Regions from separate parts of the Bos taurus genome. Here region 2 is linked to region 1. The links are chromatin contacts, called in public Hi-C maps. All regions are on one chromosome and are shown on one strand. The core of a region is the stretch at or near the end of the contact, and the rest is flanking DNA. Distances in the headings are between cores, read along the strand shown.

Region 1 (3,960 bases), core at 274-2,773:
AGGAGACAGCACTGCAGGAGAAATACTGGGCTGTCTAAGACCCCAAGTGTCTGTTCGGGTGGGATTCCTGTCCACCAGGCAGGGACGTCCCTGTGACCTTCTTCCCTGCTCCTTCCAAGTTCCAAGTTCCCAGGTCCACACAAAAGGAGGCATTATCCTCCCTCTAGTCAATGCTATCCACACACCGGGTGTGGGCCGTGTTGTGAGGAGACCACAGTGGACAAGCCACAGGCTCTGCCTTCAGGAAACTCGAGTCTGTGGGGTCACCAAAGGCAGAAACGCCCAAGGCAGTGATTCGGGCCATGAGGGAAGCTGTAGGCTGGGAACCAAGCTCGCCGCAGAGGACTGCAGGGCGCTGGGGCTTCCCATAGACCTGTGAATAAAACAAGAGGAAACAGATTCCAGGCGAGAAGTTGAGGAGCCTGCCACAGAGTAATGGGGCATCCCTGATGGCTCAGCAGTAAGAAAAAACACCTGCAGTGCAGGAGCCACAGGAGACACAGGTTCAATCCCTGGGTCGGGAAGATCCCTGGAGGAGGAAATGGCAACCCACTCCAGTATTCCTGCCTGGAGAATCCCATGGACAGAGGAGCCTGGTGGGGTTGCAAAGAGTTGGACATGACTGAGCAACTGAGCATGCACTCATCAGTGCGGTATTCGGGCCACCTGCTCACAGTGCTTGGAAACCTTTATTCCTTCGTCTGTCCATCTTCCCTCATGAACACAGTCCAGACCAGAGCCATGCCACTGAGTCAGGAGGACTCTGAGACTTCATATAGGCCCTCCCTGAGCCAGGTTTTGTCATCCTAACATGGTCCCTGTTCTTTTCACTGCCCCCATCAAATTTCCACCTTAGGCAAGCCCCCAAGGCCATGGACACAGCTGCCAGCCCTCCGGCCGACTCACAGGGGGGCCCTGGCCCTTTGGGTGAGGGGAGCGGCAGGCCCAGCCAGCTCTGATGTCACGTGGTCAGCTCAGAGCACAGGACTTTGTCAGAAGCCGCTGGGTACACAGAGAAAGTACAGGCTCGAGCTGCCTGCAGGATGCGCTTTTCGGGGTTCAGAAACTGGAGAGGAGAGTGGGGTATAGGTGGGGCCCGATGCATCAGGAGTGGTGCTTGTGGCCAGAATGGAAGTCATCCTGGCCAAGATGAGGGGGCCTGGGAGAAACCGCTTAGCTTGTGGCCAGAGCTTAGCCCATGCTTCTTGAGTGGCTCAGTGGGTAAAAAATCTGCCTGCAGTGCAGGAGACAAGGGTATGATCCCTGGGTCCGGAAGATCCCTGGAGAAGGGAATGGCTACCCACTCCAGTATTCTTGCCTGGGAAATCCCATGGACAGAGGAGCCTCGCGGGCTATAGTCCACATCGGGTCACAAGAGCCGGACATGACTTAGTGGTAAACCAGAGCTGAGAGGTCCCAGAGGAGGGACAGTGTAAGGGGAGTGGGCCGGGCAGGAAGGCCCAGTGTGGCCCTAGAAGATATTCAGGGCCTCTCAAGCACAGCCCTCTCTTGGGTGGTGATGACACCAGTCAGGGCTCCATCCAACCTAAAACTGTCCCCTTGACAGCTGCCCTGACTAGGAAGGGCTGCCCGTCTTAGAACTGGGCTCCTTGCCAACTGCTATGTGCCTTTTTTTTTTTTTTTTCTGGCCTAGCCGTGTGGCATGCAGGATCTTAATTCCCTGACCAGAGATGGAACCCATGTCCCCAGCATTGGAAGCATGACGTCTTGGCCACTGGACCACCCGGGAAGTCTCACTCTTTATTCTGTCTGTTCCTCCAGCAGGAAAGCCCAGCTTCCCTCTGACTCACCTGCCACTGCCCTACCTGCCTTTGCTCTTACACCTCGTCCTGGGCACAGGGTTCACCTCTCTTGAACCCCTGTGGATGCATGATCTTTGTCTGCCCATCCATCCCTCCCCGACATGACCCCTCTGTTCCCCTGGCAAGAAAAGGCCTTTGGGAACTTCCCTCCTGCTGACGTGGGTGTCTGGGGGCAATGAAGACCAGCCGATTGGACATCAGTCTTCAGCCTCCGCAGACACGCCCTCTTCTCCTGGCCACGCCCCTCAGTCTTGCCTGGGGACCCCTCCGCTCTCTATCTGTACAGTCTTGGAGTTCACCTGACCTCCAAGGCCAGCCCAAGCCAGCTGGTGCATTAGCTACCCCCACAACTCTGGGGCAGGAGTGGGGGCACCCCTTCCCAGGGAAAGCTGACAAGGCCCCAGGGAGACCTCTGCTGCTGGGAATGCTTGGGAAAGACACTGTTCCCTCACCGAAGCCGGGAGGTGAGCCCTAGGGCTGTGGCGGCCATTTTGCCACTGTTAGGAGCTGCGGGAATGGAGGCGCGAGGAAGGGAGGGGTGAAGAGGAGAAGATTGCAGGGTTAGGGGGACGGGTCAGCCCTTGAGCTCAAAAGCAAACTGCACCTTAAGCAAGTGCCCCCCTCAGTCTCTAGACCCTTCACTCGTAAGAGCTCCAGCCTCCCCACAAAGCCAGTTAAAAAAAAAAAGTGGGCTGACAGGCACTTTCAGCTGAAAAGTTCTCCACTGCTACAGCCCCTCATGTCAGGCTCAGCTGCGGGTGGTGAAGGTGCTTCCAAAACTCCAGTGGGCCCTGGAGCCAACATGCCCAGCCCTGTCTCCCCCGCCAGGCTGCCGGCCACCTTGCAAGCGTTTAGGCCTGGAGCCCCGCCCAGCACTGGCACTGCGGGAGGCACAGGGGGGGGTGGGGATCAGCCAGTAAAACCGCTGCGCCCAGCGGCACAGGGAAGGAGGCCATGGCAGAGAGCCCGGGTGGGCGGGGTGGCAGGTCTCAGGCCCCGAGCCTGCAGGGTCAGGGGCCAGCTCTCCCGGCACCAGGGTCAAAGTCTCTTTGAAACACTTCAGCTGGCCGGCAGCCTAGGGCATCTCAGCCAGGCTGAGCCACACTTCCCTAACCCCAAGACAACTTCTCAAAAGATAATATTCCTTCCTGATCTTGCTGTTGTTTAGCTGCTAACTCATGTCCCCACTCTTTGTGACCCCATGGACTGCAGCGTACCAGGCTTCCATGTTCTTCACCATCTCCCAGATCTCGCTCAGACTCATGTCACTTGAGTCGGTGATGCCATCCCATCTCATCCTCCATTGCCCCCTTCTTTTCCTGCCCTCAATCTTTCCCAGCATCAGGGGCCCTTCCAATGAGTCAGTTATTCGCATCAGGCAGCCAAAGCATCAGTTTTTCCAATGAATATTCAGGACTGATTTCCTTTAGGATGGACTGGTTGGATCTCCTTGCAGTCCAAGGGCCTCTCAAGAGTCTTCTCCAACACCACAGTTTGAAAGCATGAATTTTTGATCTTGTAAGGGGCCAGAGTGACACTTAGGTCTGGACGGTGTAAACTGTCAATAATATATCATTTAATGTCCAGCCCTCTGACTCAAAAAACTTGCATAACTGTGCCCTGCCTTGTAATGAGTGGAATGGTTCTCAGAACTTTCTGAGGAGCTGTTCTCAGGTTATAATTCTCCATTTGGCCTGAATAAAACTTTCCATTTTCTTTCTTGGCTGGGCTGAGGAATGTTTTCATTGACATGCGTGATATAACCAGCAGGATATTGGCCATCCAGAGGGCCCCCTGGAGTCCACCCAGAAGGGAACCAGCACAGCCCAGAGATCCCCACCAGCTTCTCGGTACTCTTCAGGTGTTCCCGAGAGTTCTCCTGATATATGGATTTCACTGTTTGAGTGAGAATCCTGAACATTTTGAGCTGCCTCACTCAAGACTTGGAGTCTCAAGGGACACCAGTACATTTCTTCAGCAGGACCTAGGGTGTTTGGGTAAGATGCCCAAGGAAACACCGGTGGCTGGATTTTTGTTAAAACTGACTTAAATCACAAAAAAAATGAGTTGATAAAACGTCTGAACAAAACTTTTGCTAGTGAAACGAGAAGCTGAATTATTCAACTCTGAAGAATGA
Region 2 (3,616 bases), core at 151-2,650, 110 kb after region 1:
GTGAGTATACAGGCTGGTGTGAGGTGATGGGAGTTCCTCAAGGCAGGGTGTGGCTTCCTCGTAAACTCTCCCTTGAAGCCCCATTTCCCAAGCCCACCAGTGATGATGAACGCATTAGTCTTGGGTGGTTGCCCCTCCTCCGCCGGCAGAAGCCATGGTCCCACTGAAGTATGAAAGCTTGGTTGTGGTGGGCGTGGCCTCCCCCCAGCAGATCCGGGTCCTTCCCTCCCAGGCCTCATCCTTCCCTGGGTCTGCCACTGGTATCAGTCCTACCCCTGCCCTCTGCCAACTGCTACTATTAATACAACCAGCCTGCTTCCTGGCCTCCCCTGCCAACAGAACCTGGCCCACCTAGTTCGGGCCCCAGAAACTGCCTTCTCTGAGGCGACAGGAAGCCTGCTGGACTCAGCTCCTGACCCAACTCATGGGGTAACTTGGGGCCTCAGATGCTTCACCTGGAAAGTGGGGAGACTGACAGGAACCACCTGCAGGCCTTCCAGTTCTGAATCCTCATGCCAGACAGCCTGACATAAAACAGATCCATCCCAATCTCCTGCCCCTCACTGAAGTCATTGATATTGTTCAGTCTCTAAGTCGTGTCCAACTCTTTGTGACCCCATGGACTGTAGCACGCCAGGCTTCCCTGTCTTTCACTGTGCCCCAGTTTCCTTAAATTCATGTCCATTGAGTCGGTGATGCCATCCAATCTCATCCTCTGCCACCCTCTTCTCCTTTTGCCTTCAGTCTTTCCTTAGGCATAGGGTGAAGGCAGCAGCTTCAAACCTTCCTTTGAGTGACCTTCTTTCCCTCCCTCCCTCCCCGTGTTCCTCCCATTCTGTGTGGGTGGTGTCAGCCCCCATGTGCTGGTCTCCTGCCCAAAACACCCTCCTGTCTTCCTTCTTGGTGTACTCCTGCTCTTCACCCAAGGCCCTGCCCAAAGGTCACCTCCTCTGAAAGCCTTCCCTCCCTTCCTTCCCAGGCAGCCAGTCTCAAACTCCCCTGGTGACTCTCACCCCCACTGACTTGTAATGATGAATGAGGGAAGCTGAGTGGACAAACTCAGGCAGGTGGGTGGGGACCAGCCAGCCACACCCAGAGGTGGAAAAGGCAACTGGCCCTGGGAGGGCCCCTGTGCCAGAATCTGCTACACAGGTAGCTGAGAAATAACTACTATCGGTCGTCTTTGGGCAATGAGGACACAGCTTGCTTATTACAAAATATCCTTTATTGATAAAATAGCTCAGACTTTAAAAAAAATAAAACCTGCATATCACAAGGGGACACCAGCAACAACAGCAGTGGTCCCGCGAGGGGCACACGTGAGCCTAGTCAGCAGATGACACAAGTCAGCCCCTCCCAGGCCCAGCCTCCCTGGCCCTGCCCCCAGGCCAGGCCCAGCCTCCCGCTGAGACCAGGGAATGAGCTGGATGGCCTCCTGCCCCAGGAGCGACTCTGGTCCCCTCCGTTCTCTCCACCCCAGAAAATTCCCCCAACATCCCTCCAGATCCAGCCAGGCCCATCAGTGCCTGTGCTGCTCAGCCCAGCCCCCAAGATAAGATGCTCACTGGCTTAATGGTGAGCCACGCATACCCATGGGGAAGGCTGGGAAACATCTTCCCAGTGCTCCCAGTTGTTCCAGGAGGGATGGGAGAGGAGACCAAGAGGGAGAGGCCCCTGGAGCCCCCGCAGTGGGGTGGAGCAACACGGCTGGGTCTGAGATGGGCAGACGGTACCCACCAGGGGCAGGGTCAGCTATGCATCACAGGGGCCCACGTGGGGCTTGGAGCCCAGCCTGGGGACTCCAGTGGGAGCCCCCTAGGAGTCCACGGGCCCCTACCCACCTGTTCCAGCCCCAGCACTCCGTCACACACTCTCATCTCACCCCATTCCCTTGCAGTGGGTATCTTTAGAGATCTCGGGGAAACATTCACCGGCTTGATGACAGAAGATTTCTCCCCCGTTGTGGGGGAGGGGGGTCCAATCCAATGAAAACCCTCTTGGTGTTGCAGGTGAAATGTTGGGAAGTTGTCATGCAGCATAATAACTCAAATCTTTGCAGGCATAAGAACACATTCTCAAAGAAATCCTCGAACTGAAACTGTGGTTCTGTCTGCCACTCCCCACTTCCAGTTTGGGGTAGGAATTCACACCCCAGGCACAGAACAAAAGTCTACAGGAAGACAGGCAGTGGTAAACACAGAAAAGGGGGATTTTTGTATCACTGAATAATCACATTTTCTGGTTCTCTAATGCGTTACCCCCATGGAGCTCAACGCTTTCAGCCATGCCTTTCGTCTCCCGGCGGCAAGTAGGCGGCAAGCTATTGTCACCCCAGTTTTTGCAGGGGGTGAACGCTAGTGATCAGGGCCCTCCCGTCGAGGAGGAGGCCAGGCCTCCAGACCACCCCACCGAGGCATCCACACACCCACCTGCCTTCCAGAGGGGCGCCGAGTGAGGAAAACGATCCGAGACTCTGGTCTTTAAAGGAGTTACAAACCCAAAAGCAGGACGAAGGTGAAGAAGGGCCCAAAGACAGTGTCAGCCCGTACACCCCCACCCAGGGCCTCATCGGGACCTGCGCACCCAACGTGGGTGCCTGTCGTCATTTCTGCTGCTTCCTCCGCAGCAGGCCCTCCCGGAAAAAGTGGAAGGCTGGCTTCCTGCTGTTTTCCAGGGGAAGAAGAGAAAGAAAGAAAACACCGCAAGTGGTCAACCAGAAGACACGGGATTCTCAGGGGAGGGAAGCCCACCAGTGGTTGGCAGGGGTCTGTGGTTCTGGGAAGGGAGTCCAGAACATTCAGCTACGTTCAGGATGGGCCAAGCCTCGTCCATCTGCCCTTGTACAGGCAGTGGGTGGAGAAGATGGCCCCCCACAGCCAAGCCAGCAAGTGTGTGTGTGTGTGTGTGTGTGTATGGGTTAGTCGCTCAGTCGTGTCCGACTCTTCTTGACCCCATGGACTGTAGCCTGCAAGGGGAGCCTTCAAATAGACCCCCTGACCCTCCCAGGGGGTCCCCAGGATGAGGCTTCAGGACCGGGAAGGGACCAGAAAGCCCAGGGAGGTGGCCACCTAAGACAGGGTGAAGCAGGGTGACCCAGCACCACCTGGCACCACCCCACACAGGCAGCAGGCTGGCGGGCTCACCAGGCTGTCTGGGTCCACTCGCGGCACAGGATCCTCCGGAAGGCACGGCGAAAGTCCTGGTTGAAGACAGTGTAGATGACGGGATTCAGCGAGCTATTGCAGTAGCCGATCCAAAAGAAGAACTGGAAGAGGCCGTGGGGCACCTTGCAGTGCTGCGGGCAGATGGCACCCAGGCTGTAGCTGAAGAAGAAAGGGAACCAGCAGAGCACGAAGACACCGATGACCACAGCCAGCACGAAGGTGAACCTCTTCTCTCGGCTCAGCTGCGTCCGCCGCCGCCACCACTGCGCCCCTGCAGTGCCTGTGCCCCTGCCCAGGAGCACCTGGCCACGCAGGGTTGCCAGCACCCGGGAACCCTGTGGCTGCTGCAGGGGCGGGCTGCAAGCTGAGGCAGGAGACGCCGGCAAGGCCTGCGGCTCACAACCCTCTTCTTCCTCCTCTTCTGCCTCCTCCTCCGGAGATGAACCACAGAC

What was found. A called contact is a pair of places that touch in the nucleus more often than the background predicts.
Region 2: a contact with region 1 is called in a Hi-C map of liver, with 2.5 times the contacts expected there. The contact joins two enhancer-like sites. A contact is called at or near these places in 3 of 11 Hi-C or Micro-C datasets (8-cell embryo, liver and skeletal muscle).

What each region holds. Positions count from the first base shown.
Region 1 is chr11:2,141,363-2,145,322 of ARS-UCD2.0, forward strand. All of the region lies in intron 1 of LOC132346536 (a long non-coding RNA gene), which reads right to left. Among named protein-coding and RNA genes, the nearest start is that of FAHD2A, 10 kb to the right of the region's middle. Within about 2 kb of position 1,524, at least 9 of the 102 cell types and tissues checked have an H3K27ac peak or open chromatin away from gene starts, as enhancers often do. A contact at or near this core is called in liver, where this site is marked.
Region 2 is chr11:2,250,156-2,253,771 of ARS-UCD2.0, forward strand. ADRA2B (adrenoceptor alpha 2B) reads right to left here. Exons shown (of 1, transcript NM_001206628.1): 1 at 3,140-3,616. The coding sequence ends at 3,140. Among named protein-coding and RNA genes, the nearest start is that of ADRA2B, 2.7 kb to the right of the region's middle. Within about 2 kb of position 1,401, at least 7 of the 102 cell types and tissues checked have an H3K27ac peak or open chromatin away from gene starts, as enhancers often do. A contact at or near this core is called in liver, where this site is marked.